Regions from separate parts of the Mus musculus genome. Here all the other regions are linked to region 2. Evidence: chromatin contacts called from public Hi-C, HiChIP or PLAC-seq and promoter capture Hi-C data. All regions are on one chromosome and are shown on one strand. The core of a region is the stretch at or near the end of the contact, and the rest is flanking DNA. Distances in the headings are between cores, read along the strand shown. Region 1 holds the start of Srsf4 (serine and arginine-rich splicing factor 4). Region 2 holds the start of Pum1 (pumilio RNA-binding family member 1). Region 3 holds the start of Ak2 (adenylate kinase 2). Region 4 holds the start of Rab42 (RAB42, member RAS oncogene family). Region 5 overlaps Mecr (mitochondrial trans-2-enoyl-CoA reductase). Region 6 holds the start of Taf12 (TATA-box binding protein associated factor 12).

Region 1 (4,907 bases), core at 1,827-4,326, 1.2 Mb before region 2:
CTGTTTTAGAGTTTCAATCCAGAAATGTTCAAAAACATTTCCCTGTAAGGAAACCTACCATCGTCCTAGGCTTAAGACTACGCACCCCCACATTACACTCTCCTTTTGTTCTATTGCTTCCTTTCAGTCTCCCGGCACCTCCACCATCTGTCTTCTTCCCGGAAGTCATTTTCCTTTGCAATGATTTCAGGATGATGCTAGGTTGTACTGCATGGAATTAGCGCCTGTCACACCTGTCTTTAAGCCCCAAATAACTTTCTATTCCTTATTTCAACCTTGATCTATGATGGACTTCATTTACACCATCCGTTATTTGGCAATATGAGAATCCAAGTTCCTAAAAGATGTAGGCAGCTAAAGTTCTGAGAGTGTCTGTCCTCTTAGATTCCCTGAGTTGTTCCATGTTTCCTTCAAGAGTCTTTGAATTCTATTCATGATTTAAAATTTAGTGTAAAACTCCTTTAAATTTTTTTTTACTATTTATCTTTACTTTTATTCTCTTAAATTTATTTTATGTGTCTGGAGGTTCTGCCTGCATGTTTAACTGTTTACCACAAGCCTGCCTAGTGCTGGAGGACAGAAAGTGTCAAATTCCCCAGGACTGGATGGAGACACAATTGTGTGCTCCCATGTGGGTGCTGAGAATTGAACCCAGGTCCTCTGGGAACACAGCCAGTGACTCTAATGATGGAGCCATCTCTCCAATCCCCTAGTGTAAAACCTTTAATAGTTGTTTCTGGTCTGGTGTTAAATTTCTAGGTCTTAACAGCTAGACTGTTAAGAGTTGGTCCTTACTGGACCACTTCTTCACCAATTCCAACATAACATATTTCTGGACATTTCTCTTTCTTCATTTCAAGTCCTAGTAAATCCATACTTCAAAGCTCATTTTAAGAAAAATCTATTCTGGGCTGGAGAGATGGCTCAGTGGTTAAGAGCACTGGCTGCTCTTCCAGAGGACCTGGGTTCAATTCCCAGCAACCAATGGCAGCTCACAACGGTCTTCAACTCCAGTTCCAGGGGATCTGAGACCCTCACACAGACATACACGCAAGCAAAACATCAATGCACATAAAAGTAAAAATAATAGAAAAAGAAAATCAATTTTAGTAAACTATCCTACATTTTAGTTGTCTGAGTTTTAAGTGAGAACAAGCATTCCTTGACTCAAAAGGCATGTCAGTCACAGCAGGTTAGTCAGAAACTGTTCTGTCTCCTTCCTCAATTCCTGCAGTGCAGCTGTTGCAGTGCAGGGGATCCTGTTGGCGCATTAGTAACCCGAGCAAGTGATCAGTTTTGCCCTACTACCTTTTTCAACACTCACCCACTCCTTGAGAAAAGAGACCTCACCAAATATACTGCTAGCAAACACTAAGGGGCTAAGATGCTGCTTAATGACTCTATTACAGAGGATGGCGAAAGCTTTATACTTTTTCTACCTGACCTTCCTTTTTATGAATGAGAAAACAGGTTCAGAGAAACTAAGTCACTTGCTCAAAGAAACTTAAATTGAGGAGCAAGGTTTGACTCAGACTTATCTGTCTTCCAAACCCCTTGTTTTTCCCCTACAAAAGGGAGGGGGTAAGGGGGGTCGGTTAATCTCTCACATGTAAGGTTAAATATCACAAAAACAATACTCTCATGCCAGCTGGTTCGCTCTGTAAGAACAAAAATGAGAAATTGTCTTTGTGAATCGAATCCAGGATTCATAAACATTTTATCGAAGTCTTGTTCTCAGCAAGGAGAGTCTTTTAAGTGTCAATTATTCGAAATCTAGACAGCTTTGAGAACCTGCTGGTTCATTTGCCATTCATACTAAAGTGTATGTCTTCTCAAATGTCAATTACTACTGGTCTCATTGGACCAAACACAAAGTCGAAAAAAACAAAACAGGCAAGAAATAAACACAGCAAAAACCAAGGGTTCCCCTAACACCCAAGGTTTAGTGCTTCCGACGCCGTTCCGGTGCTTAATGCCTTTCAAGTCCTACCTAATAATTCTCAGCTCCCAAGCAAAAGATGCTCGTACAATCTCTAGGCATGACAACTCACCCGTTTTCCCCGAACCTGGTAGTCCCTGCTAGCCTTGCTTCGCCAAAGCAGATTAGAAATACAAGCCCAGATTGTACGGGGAAAGCTGTTAAGTAGGCAATTTGGAGATGTGTCTCCACTTGCACCAGCAGCCGACGCAGACCTGGCCAGGATGGCCCTTACCCACTCAAAAAATCCTACGACAGCAATCATTTTCCGGCAAGTTGGAGAGCCGAAACCACAACGTGGAAAACTCTGTAAGGACTCCCCAAGATAACGAGCTAGGACTTTAATTTACTCTCGGAAAGGGAGCGGTCAAGGCTTGAAGCGCGGCAAGCCAGTACTTTCGAAACTGTCACTGCACTACAAAAACTAGTGTCTCCCGCCCAAAGTGTGGCACGCGAAAAAGCCAGAGCTCCAGTCCTCAGAAACACACGCCGGGAAGCCTCTGGCCGGTCAGGCTGGGGAACGGGGAGAAGAGGGCCGGAACCCTCATCTGCTCCTGGCAGCCCCAGAGCGGGAAAGGGCCGCCTCGGACCCATAGTCCAGCGACGGAAACCCAGGCCTCCCCGGCGCCCGGAGCCCCAGTCTAACCCGGGCCTCCGTCCCCATTATCCCGCCACCACCCCCGCCCGCGCAGGCGCAGTGGGAGCCGGGCCTACCCGCGCCCCCGAGGCACCGCCGCCATGGCGGAGCGGAGGAGGCCGGCGGCGGCTTAGCGCCCAGCGAGCGCCGCGCTCGCGTCCCCGCGGCCTCCTAGCCACAGCCGCGGCCCTGTCAGCCCCCCGGCCGGCCCCTCCGCCGCCCTCCTCACCCGTTCTTCAGATCCACCTCCAGGATCTTCCCGTAGCCCTTAAAGAAGCGCTCCACATCGCGCTCCCGGGCCTGGTAGCTCAGGCGGCCGATGTACACCCGCGGCATTCCGGCGGCGGCAGCTGGCCCCGGCCCCCCTCAGGCGGCGGCCGGCGAAGGGAAAACGCGGCGGCGGCGGTAACGGGCGGGCGGCGGGACGGACGCAGCCGAAGCCCGGCGACGTACGCGAGCACGCAGCTCGAGAACGCGCGCCCCCGTCTCCCTACCCCCCCCCCCCCGGCGGAGGGGAACGGGAGGGAGCGCGCGCCCGCTTCCCGCCTGGTCAGGGGCGGGGGCGGGGCTTTACTGGAGGCGCGCCGGCGCGGGGCGGGACCTGGCCGAGTGAGCGACAGCTGCAGCACGTCCTCTCGCGAGCTCGCCGTGGCAGCGGCACTTCCCCCGGAAGTGCCTGCGCGGGTGCGCGCCGAGCGGGTGTTCCCGCCTTTGTCCTTTGCTCTGGTAGACTTTCTGTTTTGGGGTGGTTTTCGGTAAACGTCCCTGTGGGAAGTTAGTGGATCCATGACCTTGGGCCCATTTTCCTTTCTCTCGGATCTTTGAGTCTCTTTTATCTTCCTTGTACTTTCAGGGTTGTCTCTACAGTGTCGATACTAGGTATGTAAAAGTGTTCCAATAATTGGTTCGGTATTATTTTGCGGTGTTGTGGATCGAACTCAGGGCCATACGGATGTTAACAAGTGCCCTATCTCTGAGTTACATCTCAGATTTAATTTTTATTTTTTAAAGCACTGACTGCCAGAGGTCCTGAGTTCAATTGCCAGCAACCACATGGTGGCTCACAACCATCTGTAATGGGAATCGGATGCCCTCTTCTAGGGTGTCTGTCTAAAAACAGCTACACTGTACTCATACACATAAAATAAATCCTTAAACAAAAAAGTTCTGACTGTCCTAGAAATAGCCCTGTAGACCAGGCTGGCCTGAAACTTTGCCTGTCTGCCTATTGGCTGGGATTAAAAGCATGTGCCAAACTATGTCCGTTCAGTTTAGTGCCTTGTAGTTAGATTAAGCACGACAGAAAATTACTATTTTCTTTTTTTGTTTATTCATTTTGAGAAAGGGTTTTTCTGTATATCCCCGGCTGTCCCGGAACTCCCTCTGTGGACCAGGCTGGCTTCAAACCTGCCTGCTTCCCAAGTGCTAGAGTTAAAGGTGTACCCCATCTCTGCCAGCTCAGAAAAAATTTCTAACCTGCAAGATTATAATCTATAGATGTCCAGTGTATTGCCAAAATAACCAAATGTAATGAACTGTGCTGGGGCATGTGGGTGCTCAGTAATGAAAGGTTCCTTTTCAGCTTTGCCCAGGAATCACTGAGGGGTTTAGTCTCTTTACTGCATTTCCACTTTAACTGATGTGCTGGGTAAAGTTTTCTCTTCTGCATCTTCTGCTTTCCTTTCTAGAGGCAGTTTCTTAAGTATTCCTTTAGAAGTTAATTTACCATACAGCACTTGGCTTTTCTTTTTTAAGACAAGAACTTTCTATGTCTAATGGCCTTTGACTAACCTGTAAAAGCCTTTCTAAGAACTGTGATTGTCAATTGCAGGTGTGCATCACACCTGATTTTTTTTTTTTTTTTTTTTTTTTTTTTTGAGACAGGGTTTCTCTGTATAGCCCTGACTGTCCTGGAACTCACTCTGTAGACCAGGCTGGCCTCGAACTCAGAAATCCACCTGCCTCTGCCTCCCGAGTGCTGGGATTAAAGGCGTGCACCACCACGCCCGGCTTACACCTGATTTTTGTCTCACTATATTTTAGTCATTTCAGAAGCATATGAAAAGCACTTAAGACCATTTTGTCTTATAACACACTTTTTTATACACAGTAACTTACCTAGTCACTATTCTAGTGAAGAATTGAGACAGGGTCCAACCTTTGGTTTTTAGAATTGCCACAATCAGTGACCATGTATATTCAAATAGTATCTATCCTGGAAATGGGAATGTCATTAAGGACATACTTCTGGCAGAACACTTGTCTAACCTAGCCTTGATCCTCAGCATCGCC
Region 2 (4,740 bases), core at 1,223-3,722:
CGTGGTGGCGCACGCCTTTAATCCCAGCACTTGGGAGGCAGAGGCAGTTGAACTCATTTCTGAGTTCCAGGACAGCCAGGACTACACAGAGAAACCCTGTGTGTGTGTTGGGGGGGGGGGGGAGTTTAGCTGGCCAGTGGCTGTGCAGTCAGGAGTCTGAGGCTGAGCCAGATGAACCTCGAGTTCGAGGTCAGCCTGGTCTACAGAGTGAGTTCCAAGATAGCCAGAGCTACACAGAGAAACCCTGTCTCAAAAACTAATAAATAAATAAGCAAATGATAAGAGATTGTCCCTGAAAGCAATCTCATTCTAAAATATAACTGGGGAAGGGTCACTTACAAAAATATTAGAACAAAACAATTGGCCTCTTTAAGGCTGTCTGGAAGCCCTGAGACTTCCTGGTTTACCCAATGAGGCAAGGCAGTTTCTCAAACACGGGAGAGCCTGGCAAGAGGGACAACTGAAAAGTGAGCAAACACCTCAGCACTAACATGTGTCTGAGAGAATTCTGTAACATCTTGGCACTGACAGAACAAAAACTAATAATCTGTCACCTAAGTACCAGAAAACAAGAAACTGATGGTACCTTTTAGGGTCTCTCAACACTCACTAAGAAATTATGTGCAGTATTTAAAATTTGATTTTTTTAAGCAAATGACCTATCGTTTAGAAACAAATATTTTAAGCAATGCAATGAAGTAGCAAGCCTAGTCTAGTACTTCCTAGCTTTCACACTGTCAAGATCACAGTGGAGTTTGTTTTTACTTTTTCTTTTTAATATCACTAATAGTACTTTTCTTTAAACAAAACAGCATGGTTTAATCTATCTCCATTCACTAAGATGCTCAGGGCTGATAGGTGTTTATTTTTACTACACTGAACAAACCTTCTGTGGACATAAATTTATCTTAAAGCAGTTCACAGACTCAAACTAAACAAATCCCAACTTCAAAAAGCTGTGGCCTTAGACAAGATGAACTCAAGCGTGGAAAGACAAAATACTAGAAGTTCAGAATCCAGTATTTCCAAACCTTCAGATAAAGATCCGCAGCCCCTAGTGTTTTACAAAGTTACAATGAGCAAAGGGTCAAAATGGTTTACTAAAAACCCTGAAGGAAGCTGCTTATCTTAAAAGGAGAGCCACATTAGTAACTTTTACACCAAAGCAAACAGCTCAAGCTACAATCCTACCTTCAGAAGTAACTGGCTTTAAAAACTGAACGCCCAAAAGCCCTCATAAATCATCTTAATAATCCCAGTAATTAATGGGGTGAGCAAAATGATCAAGTGTAACGAAGCGTTATCGTAATTTGCACAATGAAAACGAACAATCCTTCAAAGTTATGGTGGGGATAAAGCCTTCTCTGGTCATCTATGTGGGAGTTCCTCGCGATGTGGGAGGGGAGCTCTTGGGAAGAGGGGTGAGCTTCACTGGAGAAAAGTTACTGGAGTGTTCCTCCCTTAACGTGGGAGTGGTACTGACGAGTCAAACAAATGACCCATGTTTACCCACCGCGTTCGTGAGGACCGAAACTGTAGCACTGTGTAGCTATCTACATGTTTGTCCTACTACCTGCTGAAAGCCCCTTGGAGAGGGAAGCACACCAACACAGGGAGGATCAGAGAGGAAGAACACCCCCTCCTCAAGGGGGAGGAAAACACACACAAGCTCTCACAGAAACAAAAGGCCACAAGGAACCCAGGCGCTTAAAAAGCGATCCGAAACTTCCTGATGGTCACCTCTCCATATTTCAAGGCTTGCAAGATCGCCCACTCCCCCACCACCATGGGGGGCTCGCCCGAGGACCGTGGCCCACCGCCCGCTTTCTAAAGCCTTGTATTGTTCCTCCCTCGGCGCTGCCACGGAAGCTCCAGCCAAGTCCAAGGAGCCCGCGGGACCACAGAATCTCCACTCCGCGGCCACAAGAGAGGACCTGGGGCTGCTCAGATCCATCCAAAAAATAAATAAATAAATGCAGGGGAGGAAGGAAAAAAAAAAAAAAAGAAGCCGAGCCGAACGGCAACACCAACCTCTAGGGACTCCCGGCAGGGCCGAACGGAGGCACGGAGCCGCCGGCAGCCGCGGGCGAGCCGGGCCCCGGCCGCGGCCCGCTCCCCACCCCCTCCTCGCGGATAACAATAGGGCCTCGCTGCCGCCTCCCAAACACGTACGAGCGGAGCGAGCGCGGTGCCTCCGCCAGGCCCGGCGGCGTCTCTAAGCCCTTTCTCGCCCCGCCAACCGCTGCCAAACGCCAATACGAGAGGCGCATCGGCTCGCTGGGGGTTCGGAGCACGGTTTGGGGCCACCGGGGCGCGGATACTCACGGGCGGAGCGGTAGGATGAAGATGGATTCCGGCCCCCCGATCTTCGCTCGCCGGCGCTCTCGCTCCCCCTTACCTTTCACTCCGACAACATGGCGGCCCACTGGGGACTGGGCTGACGCGGTGCATCATGGGAGCGGCGCCGGCGCCGGCCCCAGCTCCGGCGGTGGCAGCGGCGTGTGCGGAGCGGGCGGGCGGGCGGGCGGCTCTGGAACAGGTTGCCCGGTTGCCATGCCAACGGCAGGGCCTGTGTGAACTCGGGGAAACTCGCAGGCCACACAACCGCTGTGCCCGCCCGCTGGGGCGAGCGCGCGCCGCCGCCGCGGAGGGAGCGGGGTGGGAGGCACGGGAGCGCGCACGGAGTGCCCGGGCTGCCGTGGGGGGGAGGGGACGCCAACCTGGGGCTGTGCCTGAACCTTGGCACAGCCTGGCCAGTGTCTGGGTTCGAACCCCTTCTAGCCCTCTGGCTCCTGGCCTTTTTGCATCTTTTCCTGCCTCGTTTCCCCAGTGTAACATACAAAAGAAAAGAGCAACAGAACGACCATGCTGATGGAGGGCAGGACCTCAACCTAATTTGCAGGATCTGGAGCGCAATGACAATGGCAGGACCCTTGTTCAAAGGTCATTAGAAATATCAAGATGGAAACTAAGCAAATTAAGCTGAGAACTAGAAGCCAGAGGTGTTTGCAAGCACTCCATTTCAGTTGATTGGTTGGTTGGTTTAAAGATGCATTTGTATGTGATTACACTGTCCTACCTTCAGACATACCAGAAGAGGGTGTCAGATCCCATTACAGATGGTTGTAAGCCACCATGTGGTTGCTGGGAATTGAACTCAGTACCTCTGGAAGAGCAGTCAGTGCTCTTAACCAATGAGCCCTCTCTCCAGCCCTGGTTTGGTTTTTATTGTGACAGGGTCTTTTGTTGTAGCTCTGGCTGGGCTGCTCTCTAACCTACTGAAATCCACCTGTCTCTGCCTTCAAGAACCGTTCAATTTTTTTTTTTTTTTTTTTTTTTTTTTTTAGGTTTTTTAGGCTTTTTAAATTCTTTTTGATTTTTCAAGACAGAGTTTCTCTGTGTAGCCCTGGCTGTTCTGGAACTCCCATTGTAAACCAGGCTGGCCTCAGAACTCACAGAGATATCCCCACCTCTGCCTCCTGAGTATTGGGATTAACAGCCTATGCCACCACCACCTCGCTTTTTTTTTTATTTCTGTTTTTGAGATAGGGTGTCATAGAGCCAGGCTGCCCTCAAACTCACTGTGTAGCTAAGGATTACCTTGACCCCCTGAGCCTACTTCCATACCTTCCTTCTGTTACTACAGACATACCAAATGTAGGACTTCACATATGCCAGGCAACACCCTACCAAACAACTGAGCTACATCCCCCCCCACCAGGTCTCGATATTCAAACTCAAGAACATACTCTATTCAGAAAGCCAGCTTGTAACCAGACCTGAAATTCCTTAACTGAACCTTCATTTCCCACACTGCTAACAATGCTTTGTGAAATCAAGTAGATAATGCATTTAGCTCCATCAGGCCAAGGCCCTGGACAGTACTGAATAGCCATAGTATGCAAGCACACAGGAGGAAGAAAGATGACAGATATGAGAAAATTACACCTTTTAGCTTCTTACCAGACAACTCTGGGCTCCATGCTTTCGTCCTGAGAGCCATAGTTAATTCTTTACTTTCTTTTTTTTTTTTTTTTTTTTTTTGTTTGTCTGGTTGGTTGATTCAGTTTGGTTTTTTTGGTTTCTCAGGACAGGGTTTCTCAGTAAAGACCTGGCTGTCCTAGAACTTGCTCTGTAGAGCAGGCTGGCCTCAAACTCAGTGGTCCAACTGCCTCTGCCTTCCGAGTGCTAAGATTAAAGATGGTCCCACCGCTGTCCCGCTTAGTTTCCTTAGGTTGAACTTCAGCTTCCGTCATCCATTTGGTAAGACTTTAATGCTGGTTTAGCCATAGACAGGAGATATTCGTCTTGAGGACTCACTAGTCAATCAGATGAGGCAATCCCAGCGGAGTAAACATCACCCATCTCTGATCTTGTTAAAGAAATTTACTTTCAAAGGCTCTAAGACACAAACCCAACCCCAGAATAACCCTATCAGAGCACAGCCTCCAGCAGACTCTTGAGACCACTGTTATCAAGTGTTTACCAGTGTGACATATGCTGCCCTCAGACTCTTACTCATTATCCAACTTAAAATTTCCAAACTAGGGCTGCAGAGATGGCTCAGTGGTTAAGAGCACTGACTGCTCTTTTAAAAAAAATTTCTGGGGTTGGGAATTTAGCTCAGTGGTAGAGCACTTGCCTAGCAAGCGCAAGGCCCTGGGTTTGGTCTTCAGCTCTGGAAAAAAAAAAAGACAAAAAATTTCTGCCAGTCGTGGTGGCACATGCCTTTAATCCCAG
Region 3 (4,689 bases), core at 315-2,814, 1.7 Mb after region 2:
GACATGGGTTCACAGGTAAAGTAGCTTGCCGTCAAGTCTGACGGTCCGAGTTCGATCCCTGGGCTCCACATGGTAGAAAAAAGAAAATGATTCCAGCAAGTTGCACTCTGACCTCCACGTATGCATCACGGCACGCATGTCCCCACACACTCTTTCTCTACGTCCCTGCGCACACACACACACACACACACACTCTCCCACCTTATGTGTGACAGAGAGAGAGAGAAGGAGGGAGGGAGACGGAGGGAGACAGAGGGGAGGTATCTTTAAAAACATAACAATAAACTCAGCAGTGCTGTGAAGAGGGAGGACAGCACTCATTTGCTTGGGAACGCAACCTTGAAAGAATTCCCTCTTTAGAGCATAGTGATCATCAAAGCTTGGGGTCTGATGGGGAGGTAGAGTTGAGGGGTGGGTGGTTGTGGCCAAAGGCTGGGCAAGAAAGTGACACCAACGGCCCACCATATGAGCTTCCAAGCCCTACGTGCCAGCATAAATCCCAGCCCTGATCTATGGCCCAGATGCCAAGCAAGGGAGGCTCTGCAGTGGGGCAGAAGGCAATCCTTGAGGCCTCTGTGAAACCGATTTCACTAACTTTGAAAAGTCACTGGACCTCTACACCTGTTTTCTTACCTGTTGATCTAGCACGTTAGCGGCCCTCAATTGCTCAATTACAACCATCAGAGCCATCTCATGCTGCTCCATGAGCACTCCCTGCCCCACTCACAACCCCCCATGATGCCCGTGGCTTATGAACCGAATCTATACATTCACCTCCAGTTTTCTGGCCAGCTGGAAAGGTTTTCTCCCATCCCCCCACCCCCAACAACACTGGTGGCTCCCGCGGCTCATGCCTCACTCTTGGCAGAACGCCTCGATAGGCATACACCAGTAACCACTCTGCCCCACGTGGAGACTTCTTAGTACCCCTAATCATTAGCCATTAAAAAAATTAAAAGTTTCACCCCCTTATGCCTAGAAATTATCCCTGACTCAGGGCAATACGCTCTCAACTCCGAGGGCGACTTGGTCACAAAGCTTTCTCCCATTCGGGCCTGTGATCCAGAGCTTCAGCCTGGGGGATCGCCCTGCCTTTCACAATTTTCAAGTAACAGTCCCTGGATGCCCTAACACGATCCTGGGTTCCCCCAAGAACCTCCACCCAGCCTCCCCCTTACTGCGACTGGGACCCTCCCCTAAACACCGCGCCACAACTGGAGACCCCGCGAGGGTCCCTGCAGGCCAGGGCTCACCACCCAGCTCCGGGGCGGGAAAGGAGCTTCCGGCTCTCCGACCGCCCTGACCTTGTAGCTTCTCGGGCTCCACCGCCCGACACGGAACCGACACTCACCTGCGTCCCCTTGCCAGCCCCGGGCGGCCCCAGCAACACGGCCCGGATGCCCTTCGGAATCTCCGGTTCGGAAGCCAACACGTTGGGAGCCATGTCTTCCAAAGCTTCACTCCAACAGCCAGCCGCACACCTCACAGGTCTAGCGCTTCCAGGCCAGCGTACATCCTACTCCGGGCTCACACTGGTCGCTCGCCGCATCCGTCAACCCTCTCTACCCGCCCCCGAACTTGACGGGCACTTTCATTTACCAATCGTACGACGAGACTAAGAAAATTCTGTTTCCGATTGGGCAGAATTGGGAACGAGGAAGAGGCGGGCCAGCCTGGGAAGAGCTGGGGCAACAGAGCGCGTGCGGCTCTCGGCTGGTGTATGGAGTGGGCGGGAAAAACGAGAAGGAAGCCTGGAGCGGGTGAAGTTCTAGTTTGGCCTTTGACAGTTAATAACTCCAGAGTCTCTGTTTGAGCCCCGTAAAATTGCCTGTGAGAGTGTAAGTGGGTAAAATCACTCCCAGGAAACAAATTGGCAATAACGTAACCTTTGGACCAGTAATTCCACTTCCAAGAATTCAAAGGCAGAAACAAGGAATATGTAATGAGTTCCTGACAAAGATGTTGATGTCTAATAATAAGATTGGTTAAGTAAATTCCAACAAGTTTGTAATCTGACACCCTCTCCCTCCAGAACACCCCCATTGAACAGCACCATAACTTTGGCTATTTGGGAAGATCACATTTAAAGCTTGTCAAGGCCACGACGGTGAATTCAAGGCCAGCCTGGGCAGTTTAATGAGACCTTGTCCCAAAATGAAAATGAAGATAGCTGGGGCTGGCTATAGTACAGAGACAGAAGTTTTGGGCTCAATCCCCAGGACTGTAAAAATAAAACACATATGCATATATGAACACAGACAACCTTCCTGACTTTTAAGTCAGCAGAAAGACAGTTTTTATCCAGAGAGATGAGCCTGTCTTGAACAAGGCAATGATGTCGCCAGCTTTTAGGTGTGTCAAAGTTTCATCCTGTCCCAAAGGAGCCTTTCTCAACTGTAAGTGCAAGTGTGATTAGGAAACCATTCTTGCCCCACAGGCACAGTGCAACCATTTTCTACACCCTAGTGGTAAATGATGTTAACCAGCTAGCCAGATGGCTCAGCTAGTATAGACACTTGCCACCAAACTCTGAGGACCTGCGTTTGATTAACAAGACCCCACCCCCAATGAAAGAAAGAAGAGAACCAACTCCCACAGGTTGTCCACCGAGCTCCACATGTGTGCTGTGGTACACATATCTGCGCGTACATATATGTTCACACACAGAAAATAAGAAATAAATTCAAATGAAAAAAGAGAAACTAACATTCATACTTCTTGCTCATCCTGGATTTTCATGGGAGCCAGCTTGATCTGGTTGGGTTCTCTTAGTGGCCTTGAAGGAAGCAGGGGTTTATTGTGTCCTTTTTAAGACCGGAAGCGGAAGTAAGAGCTGATCACTATATAATTACATGGTCACAGGATTACAAGTAACACTGTGAACTAAGGGGCAGGGCAAAGTTCAGTCACTGGTGTCTAGCACTCAAGTGTGAGGGCCTGCGTTCTGGTGCCCGGCACTCAGGTAACGTCAGCAACTGTTTACAACCCCAGCCCTGAGGAGGTAGAGATCGGCAGACTCTTGGAGCTCACTGAGCAGAAAGCCTAGCCTAATGAGTGAGCTTCAGATACAATGGAAGGCCTGTAGAGAGAATCGATGTGTACTGTGTGGAAGCATCACCTGCCAATCAAAAGCAGATGGCCCTTTAACAAAAGGCAGGAAGTAGAAGATGGGAGTTCCGGGAAAGAGATGGGAACTCTGGGTGATAGTCAGAGGTGGAAGATGCTTGGCCCAGACTCTGGGCTCATGAGACTGAGAAGAAAGTAGCCATGTGGCTGAACTCAGAAGCGTTTAAATGGGTTGGGTAAGTGACAGGCTAGTCAGGGGACAAGCTAAAGCTATGGCCTAGGCAATTATTCATAAACAAAGAAGCCTCCGAGTAGTTATTCAGGAACTGGGGTACAGGTGGGAAAGCCCACGGCTACAGAAACCTTGTCTTGTCTCAAAAGAGAAGGTAGAGGGGCAGGAGAGATGATTCAGGGGTTAAGAGCACTGGGTGTTGGTTTGGCTCTCGACATCCACATGGGAAGTCACAACCCTTTGTAACTCCAGTTCCGGAGATCTGATGCAGTTCTTTCCTACCCTCAAAGGCACCAGGCACACGTGCAGTGCACATACACATGTACATGCAGACAAAACACTCACACATATAAGGTAAAATAAATAAATCTAGAAACAAAAGGTAGAGAGAAATAAGCAGAAGACACCAGAAGTCAACCTCTGGTCTTTCTACCAATGTGCATACACATACACACCTGCACTCACATGTGCACACACATCCATGGTCAGGGACAAGAGAGACCAGAAACCAGGTACAGTAATGCAGGCCTATGATTCTAGCATTTGGGAAGCTGAGGAGGAAATTCAAGGCCATTTTGGGCCATGTAGCAAATTCAAAGCCAGCCTGGTCTATATGAGACCCTATCTCAAAGACGGCAAAACAAGCAAGCAACACAAAACAGTGGGGGGGGGGGGTCATGAGCTAATACCCCAGAAAGCACAGGGTTCAGAGGAGCGAGCACATTTTGTCTGGGAGAACCTTCTGGGTGGGCAAATCCCATGTTATCATCCCCTCCCACTGGTGACGACGAACCCCTGTTCTCATTCTGACCAGTCATGGGCTCCCTTAACCCCGGAATGGAAAGTAACTAAGGTTACATATAAGTATTACAAAATGTAAGACTTGTTTATTTTTTTTAAAGATTTATTTATCTATTTTATGTACATGACTGCTCTATTGCACGTCTGCCTGCAAGCCAGAAGAAGACAACTGATCTCATTACAGATGGTTGTGAGTCACCATGTGGTGGCTGGGATTTGAACTCAGGACCTCCGGAAGAGCAGTCAGTGCTCTTAATTGCTGAGCCATCTCTCCAATCCCTATTCATTTATTTTTGACTTTTTTTTGGGGGTGAGGGGGGATAGTCTCAAGTATCCCAGGCTGGCCTTTAACTGGCTATAAGCTGAGAGTGACCTTGAACTCCTGATCCTCCTGTCTTAAACTGCCAGGTCTGTTTTCATGCACTGCTGGGGACCGAACCTAGGGTTTCAGGGATGTTACACAAACATTCTATCAATTGAATGACATCCCCAGCTCTATTATAAAATATTCTAGGCTTTGAGGCTAGTAAGGACCATAAGAAAAATCTCAAGAGAAGCCTCATATTCGTGTAGTTATCCAACAATTAAAT
Region 4 (4,880 bases), core at 47-2,546, 1.6 Mb before region 2:
GAGAAACCCTGCCTCAAATAAAATAAATAAACAAACAAATAAACAAAACTCTGGGTTTTGCCTGCTGTTGAAGTCTTCCTTAGTGAATGAGCTTGGGCCTGCCATGTAATTTCTCTGAGCTTCAGTTTCTTCCATTGTAGAAGTGAGTGGAGTAACCACCTCCTTGTAAGGTTGAGAACTGCCTAGGCCCATGCTGGGTGGTGGTGACAGAGGCAGGCCAGCCTGGTCTACAGAGCAGTTCCAGGACAGTCAGGGCTACACAGAGAAACCCTGTCTTGAAACAAACAAACAAACAAACAAACACTGCCTGGGACCAGCCAAAACTCCAGCTGTGATTCCTTCCTTCCGCTTCTAGAAGCCAGATCTGAGTGCACACGTGCTGCCTCATGTGAGCTTTCATCCAAACGGAACCCAAGACCCAACCGGGTCATCCTGGCTTTCTGACTGTCTCTTTTTAGGCATCAAGGGAGTCAGTCATGGGCTTAGAGTCACTATGACTCTAAGAAGCACTGTATGACCTGGGACAAGCCACATGGGACAAGCCACACCTTTGAGCCTTGGACTCCTAAGCCTAAGCCTAAAATAGTCCACTAAAGCTGAATCTAAGTGGTTTTTTTTTTTGTTGTTGTTGTTTTGTTTTTTAGACAGGGTTTCTCTGTGTAGCCCTGGCTGTCCTGGAACTCACTCTGTAGACAAGGCTGGCCTCGAACTCAAATCCACCTGCCTCTGCCTCCCAAATGCTGGGATTAAAGGCGTGTGCCACAACTGAAGATTTATTTATTTATTATATGTAAGTACACTGTAGCTGTTTTCAGGCACTCCAGAAGAGGGAGTCAGATCTCGTTAAGGATGGTTGTGAGCCACCATGTGGTTGCTGGGATTTGAACTCTGGACCTTCGGAAGAGCAGTCGGGTGCTCTTACCCACTGAGCCATCTCACCAGCCCGGCTTTCTTTTTTTAATCGGAGACAAGGTTTCTCTGCATAGCACTGGCTGCCCTGGATGGAACTTTGTAGCCCAGGCTGGCCTCCAACTCAGAGATCCTCCTTTCTCTACCTCACCAGTTGTGGGATTAAAGACTTTTTAATTCCTTTATACTGTGAAGCAAAAGTGGTAACTGTCCCATTTTACAGAGGTAGTGATTTAGGTCTTGCCCGACCAACTACATCCGGGATTGCCTTCCAGGATCAAGTTCTCCAGATCTTGACCCTTCCTGGATGCTGTACCAGTAACAGACTCATGGGGGAGTGGGGGTGGGGGGAGAGGGGCGGAGCCACACAGAAACTGTCTGAGGTCAGCGGGGAGCCCAGATCCTATGGAGGCGGCCGGCTGCAGCTACCAATTTCGGATCGCGCTGCTCGGGGACGCAGGGGTGGGCAAGACGTCACTGCTACGGTGTTACGTGGCGGGCGCGCGGGGGGCGGCGGAGCCGGATCCCGAACCCACTGTAGGCGTGGAGTTCTACAGCCGCGCGCTGCAACTACCCGCTGGGCTGCGAGTCAAACTGCAGCTCTGGGACACCGCAGGCCAAGAGTGCTTCAGGTGCGGCGAGAAGTGGGTAATGTCAGTCACTTGGGGGGACCCTTTCTCACAGGTGCCAACTGCAGGGGCTCAAGCAAGGATCCATGGTCCCTACCCTGCACCCCTCCCTATTCAGTCATTCATCCTTCAAACTCCGCGGAGTGGGCCAAGCCCCCAGCCCCAGCTTGTGCTGTGGTCTTTGAACCACATCCCCACCCCCAAAGGCCTTACCCAGCCCTAGAGGAACAGCAGCATAAAGAGAATTGGCACTAAAACTCTGACTTTCCCAGAGATGCAGAGAGCCGAAGCAGACATGTCAAGGGGTGGGAAGGAAGACTTGTATGCAGGCACAGGAAGCTGCCTGTGGATCTCGGGGTGGAGGTGGGCGGGCTCTAAGACTGTCTTAAAGCCATTACAATTTTCCCGATTATACACACACTCCCCTTCAGGTGCATCACCAGGTCTTTTTACCGGAACATGGTGGGCGTTCTGTTGGTCTTTGATGTGACGAACAGAGAGTCCTTTGAACACATCCAAGCCTGGCACCAGGAGGTCGTATCCACTCAGGGCCCTGACAAGGTGGTCTTCTTACTGGTTGGCCACAAGTGTGACCTGAACACCCGATGCGTATCCTCTCAGGAAGCAGAGGAACTTGCTGCCTCTCTGGGCATGGGCTTCATGGAGACCTCGGCCAAAAGCAACTGCAATGTCGACCTGGCCTTTGACACTGTCACCAGCGCCATCGAACAGGCCCTGCAGCAGGGGGACATCAAGCTGGACAAGGACTGGGCGGGTGTCCGGCTCCTCCATAGATCTCCAAACCCTAGATCCTCTAGCAGGAAGCAGGACTCAGGCACATGCCAATGTTGACTCCAGGAGAGAAAGGGTTAAAGTGGTAACTGCCTCAGACTCTCTGGTGACACAGGAGGACAACAGACAAAAAAAAAAAAAAAAAGACTAATACCAACAGTCTCCTGACATGTCCCTCCCTGCCTTCTAATTCTTGGGATTTTTTTTTTTCTTCATCAGAAATTCAACACAGGGCTAGCTAGCTATAGACAGCCTCAACTCTTTTATATTTTCAGAATGGATCTTGATACATTGCCTAGTCTGGCCTTGAGCTAGTAACCTTCTTGGGTGCTTGAGATTACAAAAGTATTCCACTAGGGTAGACTCTCTCTGGGTTTTTAGTTCTCTGCACAACTCCGTTCTAGAGGAAAAATCTAAGATCAGGTATGGGATTTGTTGGGACTTGTGGTGGCACACAAATACCTGTAATCCCCAAGCTTGAAAGGCAGAGGCAAGATCAGGAGCTTAAACACATTCTCAGCTCCGTAGACAGTTCAAGGTCAGCCTTGGTGGCTGGCTCAGGGGTAAGGGCACTGGCTACTCTTCCAGTGGACCAGGCTACATGCAAAGGCCAATAGAGATAGGCCTGCTCACTCAGCGCCTGCCAGCTTTGACAGGTGAATGGTAATACCATGCTTCCGGGCTTCTTTCTTGGCTTCCACATAGTTATTCTGGCAGCGTTTCTGGGCTGGAAGACAGCGTCCCAGTGTCTGTCCACGGCTTTGCTGGCAAGGCAGTGTGGGGAATTCTAGTGGAAGTTTTAGAGCTTCCCAGCCCTTAGTAACACATGGTGCTTCTCCCAGCTCCCAACTCAAGCTCAGTGCCTAGAGTTGACTTTCAGGGTTGGCTGAGTGAGCAGCAGATTTGTTAGGCAGCATGGAGGTGTCACCAGGGTGTCTGCCGGGAGTACCATTGCATGATGGACCTCGGGATTCTGCGCTGCCTGGAACCTGACCATCCTTAAGGCAACCCGCATCTGTCTATGAGAATGGTGTTCAAGGCGTAGAACATATTCCTTTCATCTCAGTACTGAGGAGGCAGAGATAGGTGGATCAGCCTGATCTACATAGTAAGTTTCAGGTTAGCCAGAGCTATGCTACTCAGTAAGATGATATCAAAACAAGCAAGCAAACAAACAAAAGAGGAGACAGGGAGGGGCCTGGAGAGATGGCTCAGCAGTTCTGAGCCCTTGTGAATAGTGTAGAGTAGTAATTCAATGCTTTGCATCCACAGTGAGTTACAACCACCCATCACTTCAGTCTAGCCTCCAAGGACACCAGGCTTGTATATGGCACACATATACAGCTAGCAAAACATTCATATAAGAAGTGGCTCGGGCTGGTGAGATGGCTCAGTGGGTAAGAGCACCCGACTGCTCTTCCAAAGGTCCAGAGTTCAAATCCCAGCAACCACATGGTGGCTCACAACCATCTGTAATGAGATCTACGCCCTCTTCTGGTGTGTCTGAAGACAGCTACAGTGTACTTACATATAATAAATAAATAAATCTAAAAAAAAAAAAAGTGGCTCAGCTAGCTAGGTGTGGTGGTGCATGCCTTTAATCTCAGTACTTGGGAGGCAGAGGCAGGTAGATCTCTGAGTTTAAGGCCAGCCTGGTCTACAGAGTGAGTTCCAGGACAGGTAGGGCTACACAGAGAAACCCTGACTCAAAAAAATGAACCAACCAACCAACCACAAACCACAAACTACAAAACAAAAATTATCTGAAACCTAGATTTCTCCAGGTGGTTGCAGCCAGTCCAAAGCCTTCATGTTTGTCATGGAAATGGATTTACTTACTTCTGGTCTGTGACAATAAACATTTATAATGTCTTGTGTCATGTATGTTGTGTTTTGAGACAAGGTTTCATGTAGGATAGTCTGGCCTCCGAGTCTATAACCAAGTAGGGTGACCTTGAATTCCTGATCCTCCAGCCTCCACCTCCCATAGTGATGGGGCTACAGGCATGCCCCACCATGCCTGGTTACTTCGTCCACAATGGGATAGGTTATTCAGGTTAACTTGAACCAGTTGTTTCTTGTCATTGTCACTTAGAATGGTTGAGTGGGTAACACTCAGAAGTTGTGACAGGAGGATCAGGAGTTCCAGGCCTCTCTGGGTTATGCAGTGAGAAGGATCTCAGAAACAAAATGAAACAAGCCTTCTACTCAGGGTTGGGAGAACAAGTCTGGAAATCCCCTGTCACCCAGGTGGGAGCCACTCAGGGAAAAGATGATGTCATTGTGCCCAGTACCTTCCTGTAGTGTCTAGAAGGCTACAATCACACAGCTGCAAAACAGGAATACCAGCAGCTTTGGTCTCACAAGGGTGTGGTGGGACTGACCTGTTATAAGAACTCTTCCCACAGTGTGGACTCATGTCTATGAGCTCCTGTGGCTCAGGTCTTCTCCATAGCAACGCAGTAACCCTCCAGGTCCAAAAGTCTTGACTGTTTTCTAGACAAAGACTCTCATTACAACCAGTCAAGTGATATGACTGAATTACAGAGG
Region 5 (5,119 bases), core at 1,414-3,913, 1.2 Mb before region 2:
TTTTGAGACAGGGTTTCTCTGTGTAGCCCTGGCTGTCCTGGAATTCACTCTGTAGACCAGGTTGGCCTCGAACTCAGAAATCCGCCTGCCTCTGCCTCCAAGTGCTGGGATTAAAGGCATGTGCCACCACTGCCTGGCCGCACTCACTATTAATACAGCCGCTGCTGATGCGTGAACCAGCATCACCAGGTGAGGGGACCCCAAGTGGTTCTTTCAAAGAAGCATACCTGAGAAACTCTGGGTCAGCCCTGTCCGCTGTCCATGTGTTGTTTTGTTGGCTCCAACACACATGGGCAAAGGTGATATTTCCCTTACTGCAGAGTGAGGTGATAGAAAGAGAACCTCTGTATCTGTGAAGTGTCTCTGCTGACCGTGACTCACACCCCAGGGAGATGGCCCTTCTGGGCTGGGGTCTTAGAAAGGAGGTGCAGGTGGCGTCTTAGTCAGGGTTTCTTTTTTTTTTTTTTTCCATTTTTTATTAGGTATTTAGCTCATTTACATTTCCAGTGCTATTTAGTCAGGGTTTCTATTCCTGCACAAACATCATGACTAAGAAGCAAGTTGGGGAGGAAAGGGTTTATTCAGCTTACACTTCCATACTGTTGTTCATCACCAAGGAAATCAGGACTGGAACTCAAGCAGGTCAGAAAGCAGGAGCTGATGCAGAGGCCATGGAGGGATATTCTTTACTGGCTTGCTTCCCCTGGCTTGCTCAGCCTGCTCTCTTATAGAACCCAAGACTACCAGCCCAGAGATGGCACCACCCACAAGGGGACCTTCCCCCCTTGATCACTAATTGAGAAAATGCCTTACAGCTGGATCTCGTGGAGGCATTTCCTCAACTGAAGCTCCTTTCTCTGTGATAACTCCAGCTGTGTCAAGTTGACACAAAACTAGCCAGTATAGGTGGAGACCTTGATGTCAGGCTCTGGCATATTTCTTCTCTGAGCTAGCCTACTTGGGCTGAAGGTTGGACTATCTACCTTCTAGCAGCTCTCAGAGTTCTGTGTGGAACACAAGGACCAGACTTCCGGTCCTCAGCACTCATGTCACAGGTAGTTAGGCCAGTTCCTGTAACTCCAGCACTGGAGGTAAAGCAGAGAAAGACAGATCCACCGTCAGTCAGGTTAGTGAAAATGTAAGCGCCAAGTTCTGTGAGAAGCCTTGCCTTGAAAATGAAGAAACAACTGAGGAAGACGTCTCAATGACAACCACTAGCCTCTAATACATGCCTGCATGGGCGAGCTCACCCACACATGTATGCAAGCACATACATGGAGACCCCACACATGTAAAAGACTTGCCAGGGGACTTTGAGGGAACTGTTGTTATTTTAAAGTTTTATTTTGTTGGGTTGGGTCTAGTGGTATACCCCTATTCCTGTACATGGGAGGCTGATGCAAAGAATGGTGAGTTTGAGGCTAGCCTGTGCTCTGTACTGAGACCTTGTTTCAAAAAAACTGAAGAGCTTTTTTTTGTTGTTGTTGTTGTTTTTGTTTTCTGAGACAGGATTTCTCTGTGTAGCCCTGGCTGTCCTGGAACTCACTCTGTAGACCAGGCTGGCCTCGAACTCAGAAATCCGCCTGCCTCTGCCTCCCAAGTGCTGGGATTAAAGCTTTTTATCCTAAAATTATTTAGAATAAGAGGGTGCTGGTTCCTCTCAAACTAGAGTTACAGTCTTGCAAGCCACCACGTAGATCCTCTGCAAGAGCAGCCAGTGCTCAAAATAAATGTTCTTTGTTGTCTTACTTTTAAAGTCATGCGTGTTTATCTGTGTAGCTCAGTACAGGGGTCTGTGAAGGCCAGAGGCGTTCGAGCCCTTGGAGGTGGAGTGGCAGGAGGGGATATGCTGCTTGATAGGAGTACTAGAAACAAACCTTGGTCCTCTGTGAGAGAAATCTGCACTTTTAGCCACAGAGCCATGCCATCTCTGCAGAGGCTGTGGAGGGCTGCTTACTGGCTTGCTCAGCTTGCTTTCTTATAGCACCCAGGGATCACTTTCTCAGGTGGCACCACCCATAGGCTGGGCCTGCCCATCAATCACTAATTAAGAAAAAGCCCTAAAGGCTTGCCTGCCTATAGCTTGAGCTTATGGAGGCAACTTCTCAATTGAGGCTATCGCCTCTCTGCTGACTACAGCCTGTGTCAACATGACATGCAACGAGGCAGAACACCTGCTGACTAGACAGCTCCGATCACTGCAGTGAGTGCCTGTGACTGACTTTTCAATGACTGAAAACTCCTTTCCTTTCCTGAAACTTAATGCTTCAGGTCTGCAATGCTTCTCTGCACAAATGTATCTACAAAGTAATAATTTTCCTCTTTTACTTAGCAGAATCATATATAATTGCCAGCCAGAGGCTCCTAGCATGTTGTCACAGTATCCTCACACTAAGCTGAGGTAATTCACCTGCTTCCGCCATAATCTCACCTTTTTAATTAGACCTAAGGCATGATCTTAGGCTAAAAGTGTGATTTTTTTTTCAAGTAATGTCTTATACTAAGAGTAGCAACAGAGGCATATTCTACAAGTCTGCTCTCACCAGGCTCAGTGCTGAGAGCTTTCCACGCAAGGCTTCTGTGAAGGATGTGTTAACAGTCCATGTCTACTAGGAAGCACAGTTCCTGGAGATTCTGAAGTGTACACTGGCGAGTCAAAGCTGACACTGATTTACATGGCTGCACACCAACATCTAGGTGAGTTTGGAAGTCCTGACAGCCTACAAGAACCTCAGAGAACTTGGGGAACATAAACACGAAAGCTAGGAACGCTGGACTCAGAGAAAAGCCAGGTCTCACTGTGATTAAGAATCAGCTTAAAAAAAAACCACAGAAACGAGTGGGACACCAGGGACAAGTATAGACAAAAAGGCTTTGCAAAAGAATCGTAGTGCTAAGGAAGTATGTGTGTGTGTGTGTGTGTGTGTGTGTGTACAGCTGGAGGAGGGAGGAGGTCCTCCCTATAATAATAACTGCTGCTTTCTGAGTGTTCACCAGCCAGGCTTCCTGCCAAGTGCTTTACAGGCAGGCCAGCTTCCACCCTATTTCAATAGCTTGCAGACTATTGTTCTGCTTTTATAGCTGACGAACAAAAGCACAGAAGAGGTAAATAACTCGCCCAGGCTGCTAACAGTGGTAGGTGGTTGATCTGATCTGAACCTGGCCTTCAGATGGTAAAAGAAGCCACCTGGTAAGCCTCCAACCCAAGCTGTGAAATGAGCCCTGACCTGACCTGGCCTTGCTGCACTGGCTGAGGGGAGAGAGGAGGGTGCTGGCACTGCCAGGGTCTCCCCAGTGGACCTCCTTGGGAGGCCATACGTGGTACTTCCTGAGAGTCTAGTCTGTATCCCAAAGCAAAGTCCAGCCTGGAGCAAGCAGGTTTGCAGACTAGCTGCCTCTGAGTTATCCCCATGGCTTCTCCTGCATCCTGACAGATAACCAGACTTGTCTTGTAAGCTGACAAAGCCCAGGAGCTCAAGCTGCTTAGATACAGCTTTTCTTTTTTCCTGCACTTTTTTCTACACACTCCTCCCTTAGCAAGGATTTCACTGCCACAGTTTCTCCGTGAAATGAAAAATTCAATCTAGCCTTCAAGACCCAGCTCAAAATGTACTTCTGCAGCTCTTCCTGGAGCTGTCCACTGGAAATGGTCACTTTCTTACTTCTGCTAGGCAGCAGGGGTGACTATACCACTTAAGATCATTGCATGGGTTATGAAGTCCTTCCATAGGTGTTTTTTTGTTTTGTTTTTCCAGACAGTGTTTTTCTATGTGTAGTCCTGTTGGCCCTGGAACTTGCCCTGTAGACTAGGCTGGCCTCAAACTCACAGAGATCCACCTGCTTCTGGCTCCTAAATTTTGGGATTAAAGGTGTGCGTAACCACCGCCTGGCTCCATGTATGTTTCTTAATTGATCAAGGCATAGGTTCAAGATCTCTTTTCTGGAGTTCTTGGGATCTGATGTCCTCCAGAGTTATCTATATTCCGGAGGGCTGGGCAGCCCTGTGGTCGGGTACTCCTGCATCAAGAGGCATGAATATTCACACCAGAAGAACAGACAGTGACAATCTGCTTTCCTTCCAAACCCTCAGTTTTCAGAGCTTCTTGGGAACTATGGAAAGAGTTTGGGGATCCTTCAGACTCGGAAGCCAGAATCCTTTTTAGTTATCATCTGGTATGTGTGTGTGTGTACGCGGGCACGCTGGGGCGGGATGGGAGGTGCTTAGTTTCTCCTTGGTGATTATCAAGTATCGAGGTCCAAACTCATCTCCAGTGAGAGATGTGGCCTAAGAGTGATGACTCCCAGACTTAGTTTGGGCTCCTGGCTGAGCAAACAGAGAAGAAGGATGGAGGGACTGACAGTGGGCAGAAAGGTGCTGTATTTGAAGTCTGATGGAGGTGACTTGGGGGATGGGCAGCAGACTATGCTCTGGCTAGACATAAAGAGCTGCCAGCCCACTGTGTATTAAACCTTACCTCTGGCCACCAGGCTGGACAACAAAAGGACAGCTAGCTGAGTCTTCCCAAGCTTGTCAATCTGCATCTACAGGTTCCTTATCTCCCCAGTGCTCATGCTTCGGGCATCACATCATGCTAATTTTAAAAAGGAAGAAAGCTGAGGTTCAGAGAAACTAAGTTAGCTGGCTTAAACAAAAGCAGCAAGACTTGCTCTTAAACTAGACTTGGGGATTCTCCTAGGAGACATCAGCTTTCCTTAGGATTCAGTACATCTGAGGAGCACTCCCTGCCAGTTCCCTTCCTAAGGGTCAGCAAACACACCATGAAGGCTTTGAGAAGTCCTGCAGTAGAGGCACCCAGGAGGCTTGGTCCAGCTCCCCTGACTGGAACACGATTTTCACAGACCTACTCTCAAGAGTAGATAGGACATTGAACTGAAAACTATCCCTGGTCTCATCTGGCTCCTGGAAGGCCTGTCAGAGATTTACAGAAGAGGGCAGAAAGTAGGTAGAGACAGGCAGGGCAGAAATTAGAGTCTGGGAAGTGGAAGCCGAGTACACCAGTGGGTGGTGGTGGGAGGCAGGCCCAATACTTGCTTTCCTCCTGGGGTGAGCTGTGTTGGTCCAGCTGTATCTCATCAGGAAAGACCAGCCCCAGCCTGC
Region 6 (4,543 bases), core at 1,630-4,129, 1.6 Mb before region 2:
GGCAGAGGCAGGAGGGTCTCTGTGAATTTGAGGCCAGCAGAATTGGTCTGCAGAGTTCCAAGGCAGTCAGGACTACACGGAGAGACCCTGACTCAATGCCCCTTCCCGATAAGAAATGAATAAACAAACAAACAAATCTTTAAAAATGGTACCAGAGGCTTTGGCTTCAAAAATCCCCCCTTTGCTTTGTGGATGGTTTTTCTCTGTGTGCTGGCTGTTCGGGTCTCATCACCTTTAGTAAAACCTTAAAAAAAATAATAGAGCAGCTAAGCTCCTGGGAAAATAATAGCTTCAAGTATGTTAAAAAAAAAAAAAAAAAACAACCTTTTCTTTATTCAGTGTGTCTGTGCTGATGTGGTCAGAGGATAATTTTGGGAGTTGGTTCTCTCCTTCCACCATGCAGGACTCAGGGACTGAACTCAAATCATCACTCCTTGTGGCAATCACCTTACCAGGAGAACCACCTCACCTGATCTGCTCTTCTTCTGTTTCTCCTTGAGATAAAGTTTTATGTTGACATTGAACTCCTGATCGTCCAGCCTCCACCTCCAATGTAATGGAATTATAGCCCGAGCATTCACAACATCGAGTATATGCTAGCAATTAACTGCAAAGTTAATCTGATGTCGCCCTAATTAAAAAATAAATAAATAAAAATAACCTACTCTATTATGGGAAAGATTCTACCTGGAATATTTATGCTTCTGTGAAAACACAGGAATTCAGATGTCAAATACTATGGAAGTATCTTAAAAGTTACAGTCCTTGACTTGAAAAGGAGTTAAGAAGCTGGTTTTGGTGATGTAGCCTTGAATCACCAGCGCTCTGAAGTCAGAGGCAGGTGCATCTCTGAGTTTGAGGCCAGCCTGGTCTACACAGCAATTTCCAGGCTAGGGGGAGCTAAGTAGTTTGGGGAGGAGGGGTGTGCTTTCATTCAGTGGAAGGATTTATAAATATTACTTATATTTCATTCACATGCATACTACACATGGCAGGAAATCCACTTAGAAAAGCTCAAGAAAGCTTTGGAGGCACATTTGCAGATAAGCTACTCAGTACTTTATGACAAACCCCTTAACCTCTCTGGACAGACAACAGGACTAACCATACTTAACTGTGGGGCTGTGATAAGGAAGGGGTGGAATACTTAAAAGTGTTTAAGTTGTTCATGGTGGAGGTGCACACCTTTAAACCGAACGCTCCGAGGCAGAGGCAGGTGGACTTGACTTTGAAGCCAGCCTGGTCTACACAGTGAGTTCCAGGACAGCCAGGGCTACACAGAAAACCCTGTCTTGAAAACAAACAAACAAACAAACAAACAAACCAAAAGAAAACAGAACAAAAAGCCCAAAGTGCTTAAGTTGTGCACGATTCATCTGAGTAGGTTTCAGTCCTGGGTCTTTATGAAGGGAAATGACAGGGTCCAAGTCACTCTTCTAAAAGCAATCCCTAGAAAATGTTCTAGGCCACATTTACTTGTGAATTTCTCAACATCTTATTGAAAAATAAAATTTATAAATAAATAAAATAAATAAAAGACTTTTCACTTAAAAGTTTGTTTCCTCCCTTGTAACATTTATGCCAATGCCATACATAATAGGTACTAAAATATTAAAATCCGTTAGAAAAAAATCCCTTCTGAGTTTGAGGGTAGAGATTCTAAAAGCATTTATTCAAATAATTTCAAGCAAGCATCTCTTCTTCGATGTACATGGTAGAGTACTGTATAACCTAAGAATCTGGCTCACAGTGATCCTAATCCCTCTTTGCATCCTCTTTTTCTTAAATGTAAAAGAATTCAAAGTGTTCTTTTGCTGCCCTTCCATCTATGACAGTTTGCTAGTGATATAGAGATCTGTGCTCAACGGGGGCTGAATGGAACAGGGCTTAAGGTACTTATCAAGTATATAACTGAGTTCAAACTGCTTTCAGCTTCACATCTGATTCACAATAATGAAGAAAAACGAAGACGTTTCATGTGGCTTTTCTAGGTTAAGTAACGGACACAAGAAAAAGCCTAAATGCCAAAAGCCAAATAGGCAGCGCCAAGAAGTCTTCCCCCGAATATATATATCCTAATCCTCCGGGTACAGAGAACAGATCGCTAAACCTTTTCAACTTTTCTCCCTTGAAGGCTGATCTCCCAGCCGTTAAGGACCCCCTAGTTCCTTCACTTTTAGGAGCTCGGGTCCTTACATCTCTGTCCCTCCAGAAACTCTTGAGTCTGAAAGCCCGGATCTTGTCCCCAAAGAAGACCCAGTCCTCACTGCCCGCTTCGATTCCCTTTCAAATTCAAGTCTTCTCTGCCTCCTTCTCTAGCTCCAGTCCTCAAGTCTTTGCTGCCCGGTTTCTGAATCCTTAGGAGCTGGGACTTTACTGTCCCGCTTCTGTCTCTTAGGAGCCCGAGTCCTCTCGGGCTCCACTTTTACCTCTCTGGAGCCTGTGTCTTCACGCCCCGTTTCGTTCCTACCCTCGCCTCCTATAAAGTGCGGGATCCTCACCATCCTGTCCCTCTCAGAAGGCTTTCCCTCAGATGCTGCAGAATCCACATCCGTCCCCGTTTCCTAAGTCTCTCATTCAGAGCTCGAGTCCCCAACAGCCGCTGCTTCTGCGAGCCCGAACCCCTCAAGTCCCGTCCCAAGAGCCTGGGCTCCTCAGCCCCGTCTCTTCCACAGCCTAGTTCTTCCAGCACTGACCCGCTGTGGGTCTGGGTCCTGACACCCTCCTCCCGCTCTTCGTCCTCAACTGCCAGGGCCCAAGACTCACAGGCAGCAGCGTCTATCTCCCCATGATATGCGGAGACTGCCCCAGTGAAGCTTTCGTCTCAGCAGCCGGTCCGACTGCGCGGCCCTCCCCAAGCACTTCCGGCACCGCTCCCCGCCTCCAACCCGGAAACGCGCGGCTCTTCCGGCCGCCGGGCGCGCGCCTCACTAGCGCAGGCGCAGATGGTACTACAACACGTGGTAGGACTGTGAGCCCAGCGCCTGGCTTGGCAGGTCGGGCTTTCTGCTCTGTGTGGCTTGCTGGTGGCGTGGGTCTACTCTGCGTCCCCTACCACGGCGTGAATCCCTGTCCTAGATGTTTCTTTACGACTCATCTCTTTCACGAGCGTGACCGGTAACCGACGGCCTCGGAGAGCTTCCAAGTCGCCATTTTTGGTTGGTGCCTTTGTGGTGCTATAAGGATGGGACCGCAGTTCTGCATAGATACCAACTATGGGACTCTCAACCAGCACGAGAACTTGGAGACTAGAGAAGCTGATTGTGCCTATTAGTTAATCTGTAGTCAACATACACTTGGACGAGAGCTGTCTGTGAGGGACTGGTTCAGTCCCTCACTTGGAGTATGTCATGTAATAGTGGAAGAAACGTGAAATTCCTAAGGGATGTAGGTTCTCAACTTGAATTGAAAATTCTTACTCCAAAGCCCGGGCTGGTACAGTAACTGTTAAACCACTAAGCCCTGAGATTTGAGTACTTTTTTTTTTTTTTTTTTTGCTAGGCATGTAAGCAACAGGCAGTTTCAGTCCCCGGCAAGGATTCTTAGTAAAATAGAGATCTCGCAAACGAGTGTATAGAAGTCTGACATCTCAGAGCTATCAACGGTTCCTGCCCATAAAGAATCCATTCTATCTTTGTATCTTCATCCCATTAGGCTCATCCACCCTCTTGGTCCAAAATCCTGGATGCAAGGGCTTAACCATTAAGTGGCAAACTGTTTATAACCTTATTTTTCTTTTTGGATTTATTTTATGCGGAAAAGTGTTTTGTCTGCATTTATATATGTACACCATGTGCATTCCTGGTGCACAAAGAGGTCAGAAGAGGGTATCTGAAGCCTTGCAATTGAAGTTACAGATAGTTGTGAGCCACCATGTGACTGCTGGCATTGACCCAGGCCCTCTGCAAGACTGCCAGGTTCGAGAGAAAGCCACCTCTCAAGCCCCAGCTTTATTTTTCTATCATGGTTCTCAGAGTTTGGCCAATCAGTTTTTGTGCTTGCATCCTTGGATGTACTAAACTGTTTTTTTGTTTTTGTTTTTGTTTTTTGCTGTGTGCTGGGTATATCCTGTTGGGGAAGTCAGTCATCATTGTCCTTAAGAGTTTACAGGCGCTAGGCAGTGCTAGCTCATGCCTTTAATCCCAGCACTTGGGAGGCATGGGCAAGATTTCTGAGTTTGAGGCCAGCCTGGTCTACAGAGTGAGTTCCAGGACAGCCAGGGCTACACAGAGAAACCCTGTCTCAAAAAAACAAGCAAACAAAAAAAAAGACTAGATGAGCAGTAAGGCTGAAGTTTGGTTAGGGGACAGGAAGGGACAGGTGGAAATGGGGGGTGGATTTTATTCAGTGTTCAGTGGAAAGGCATGAAAACTGAGGATTGAGATGGTAATTTGTATTTAAGGAAGCATTGGGTGGATGGGTAGGGTGGATGGGTATCTTGGCTCAAACCATTGGCCCCTACTCTCGGGAGGCAGAGGCAAGTCAGTTTCTGAGTTTGAGGCCAGCCTGGTTTTCAAGCTAGCCACTGCTCCACAGTAGGTGC

What was found. Promoter capture Hi-C pulls out the DNA fragments that hold promoters and counts their contacts. A called contact is a pair of places that touch in the nucleus more often than the background predicts. HiChIP or PLAC-seq counts read pairs in DNA pulled down with a chosen protein or histone mark.
Region 1: a contact with region 2 is called in a promoter capture Hi-C map of hippocampal neurons, with 4 times the contacts expected there. The contact joins the promoter of Srsf4 here to the promoter of Pum1 in region 2. A contact is called at or near these places in 2 of 39 promoter capture datasets (the C10 cell line and hippocampal neurons), 1 of 484 Hi-C or Micro-C datasets (memory CD8 T cells), 3 of 115 datasets of contacts at active chromatin or transcription factors (embryonic forebrain, large pre-B cells and pro-B cells) and 1 of 9 other capture datasets (liver).
Region 3: a FOXA1 HiChIP or PLAC-seq map of pancreatic cancer cells shows a contact between it and region 2. The contact joins the promoter of Ak2 here to the promoter of Pum1 in region 2. A contact is called at or near these places in 1 of 39 promoter capture datasets (liver) and 1 of 115 datasets of contacts at active chromatin or transcription factors (pancreatic cancer cells).
Region 4: a Hi-C map of B cells shows a contact between it and region 2, with 5 read pairs. The contact joins the promoter of Rab42 here to the promoter of Pum1 in region 2. A contact is called at or near these places in 2 of 39 promoter capture datasets (hippocampal neurons and second pharyngeal arch cranial neural crest), 1 of 484 Hi-C or Micro-C datasets (B cells) and 1 of 115 datasets of contacts at active chromatin or transcription factors (large pre-B cells).
Region 5: a contact with region 2 is called in an H3K4me3 HiChIP or PLAC-seq map of bone marrow-derived macrophages, with 4 times the contacts expected there. The contact joins the enhancer-like site here to the promoter of Pum1 in region 2. A contact is called at or near these places in 4 of 39 promoter capture datasets (the C10 cell line, hippocampal neurons, liver and 1 more), 1 of 484 Hi-C or Micro-C datasets (B cells) and 4 of 115 datasets of contacts at active chromatin or transcription factors (bone marrow-derived macrophages, embryonic forebrain, large pre-B cells and 1 more).
Region 6: an H3K27ac HiChIP or PLAC-seq map of microglia shows a contact between it and region 2, with 6 times the contacts expected there. The contact joins the promoter of Taf12 here to the promoter of Pum1 in region 2. A contact is called at or near these places in 4 of 39 promoter capture datasets (the 3T3-L1 cell line, hippocampal neurons, liver and 1 more) and 2 of 115 datasets of contacts at active chromatin or transcription factors (astrocytes and microglia).

The regions. Positions count from the first base shown.
Region 1 is chr4:131,871,808-131,876,714 of GRCm38.p6, reverse strand. Srsf4 (serine and arginine-rich splicing factor 4) reads right to left here and starts at 3,076. Exons shown (of 6, transcript NM_020587.2): 1 at 2,845-3,076. The coding sequence starts at 2,951.
Region 2 is chr4:130,661,053-130,665,792 of GRCm38.p6, reverse strand. Pum1 (pumilio RNA-binding family member 1) reads right to left here and starts at 2,472. Exons shown (of 22, transcript NM_030722.3): 1 at 2,326-2,472.
Region 3 is chr4:128,990,099-128,994,787 of GRCm38.p6, reverse strand. Ak2 (adenylate kinase 2) reads right to left here and starts at 1,564. Exons shown (of 7, transcript NM_016895.4): 1 at 1,352-1,564. The coding sequence starts at 1,444.
Region 4 is chr4:132,299,772-132,304,651 of GRCm38.p6, reverse strand. It overlaps Rab42 (RAB42, member RAS oncogene family), which reads left to right and starts at 1,296. Exons shown (of 2, transcript NM_001081651.1): 1 at 1,296-1,541; 2 at 1,970-2,458. The coding sequence starts at 1,315. The coding sequence ends at 2,390.
Region 5 is chr4:131,848,290-131,853,408 of GRCm38.p6, reverse strand. All of the region lies in intron 1 of Mecr (mitochondrial trans-2-enoyl-CoA reductase), which reads right to left. Among named protein-coding and RNA genes, the nearest start is that of Mecr, 7.4 kb to the right of the region's middle. Within about 2 kb of position 2,663, at least 49 of the 459 cell types and tissues checked have an H3K27ac peak or open chromatin away from gene starts, as enhancers often do. A contact at or near this core is called in bone marrow-derived macrophages and hippocampal neurons, where this site is marked.
Region 6 is chr4:132,272,711-132,277,253 of GRCm38.p6, reverse strand. Taf12 (TATA-box binding protein associated factor 12) reads right to left here and starts at 2,879. Exons shown (of 6, transcript NM_025579.3): 1 at 2,767-2,879.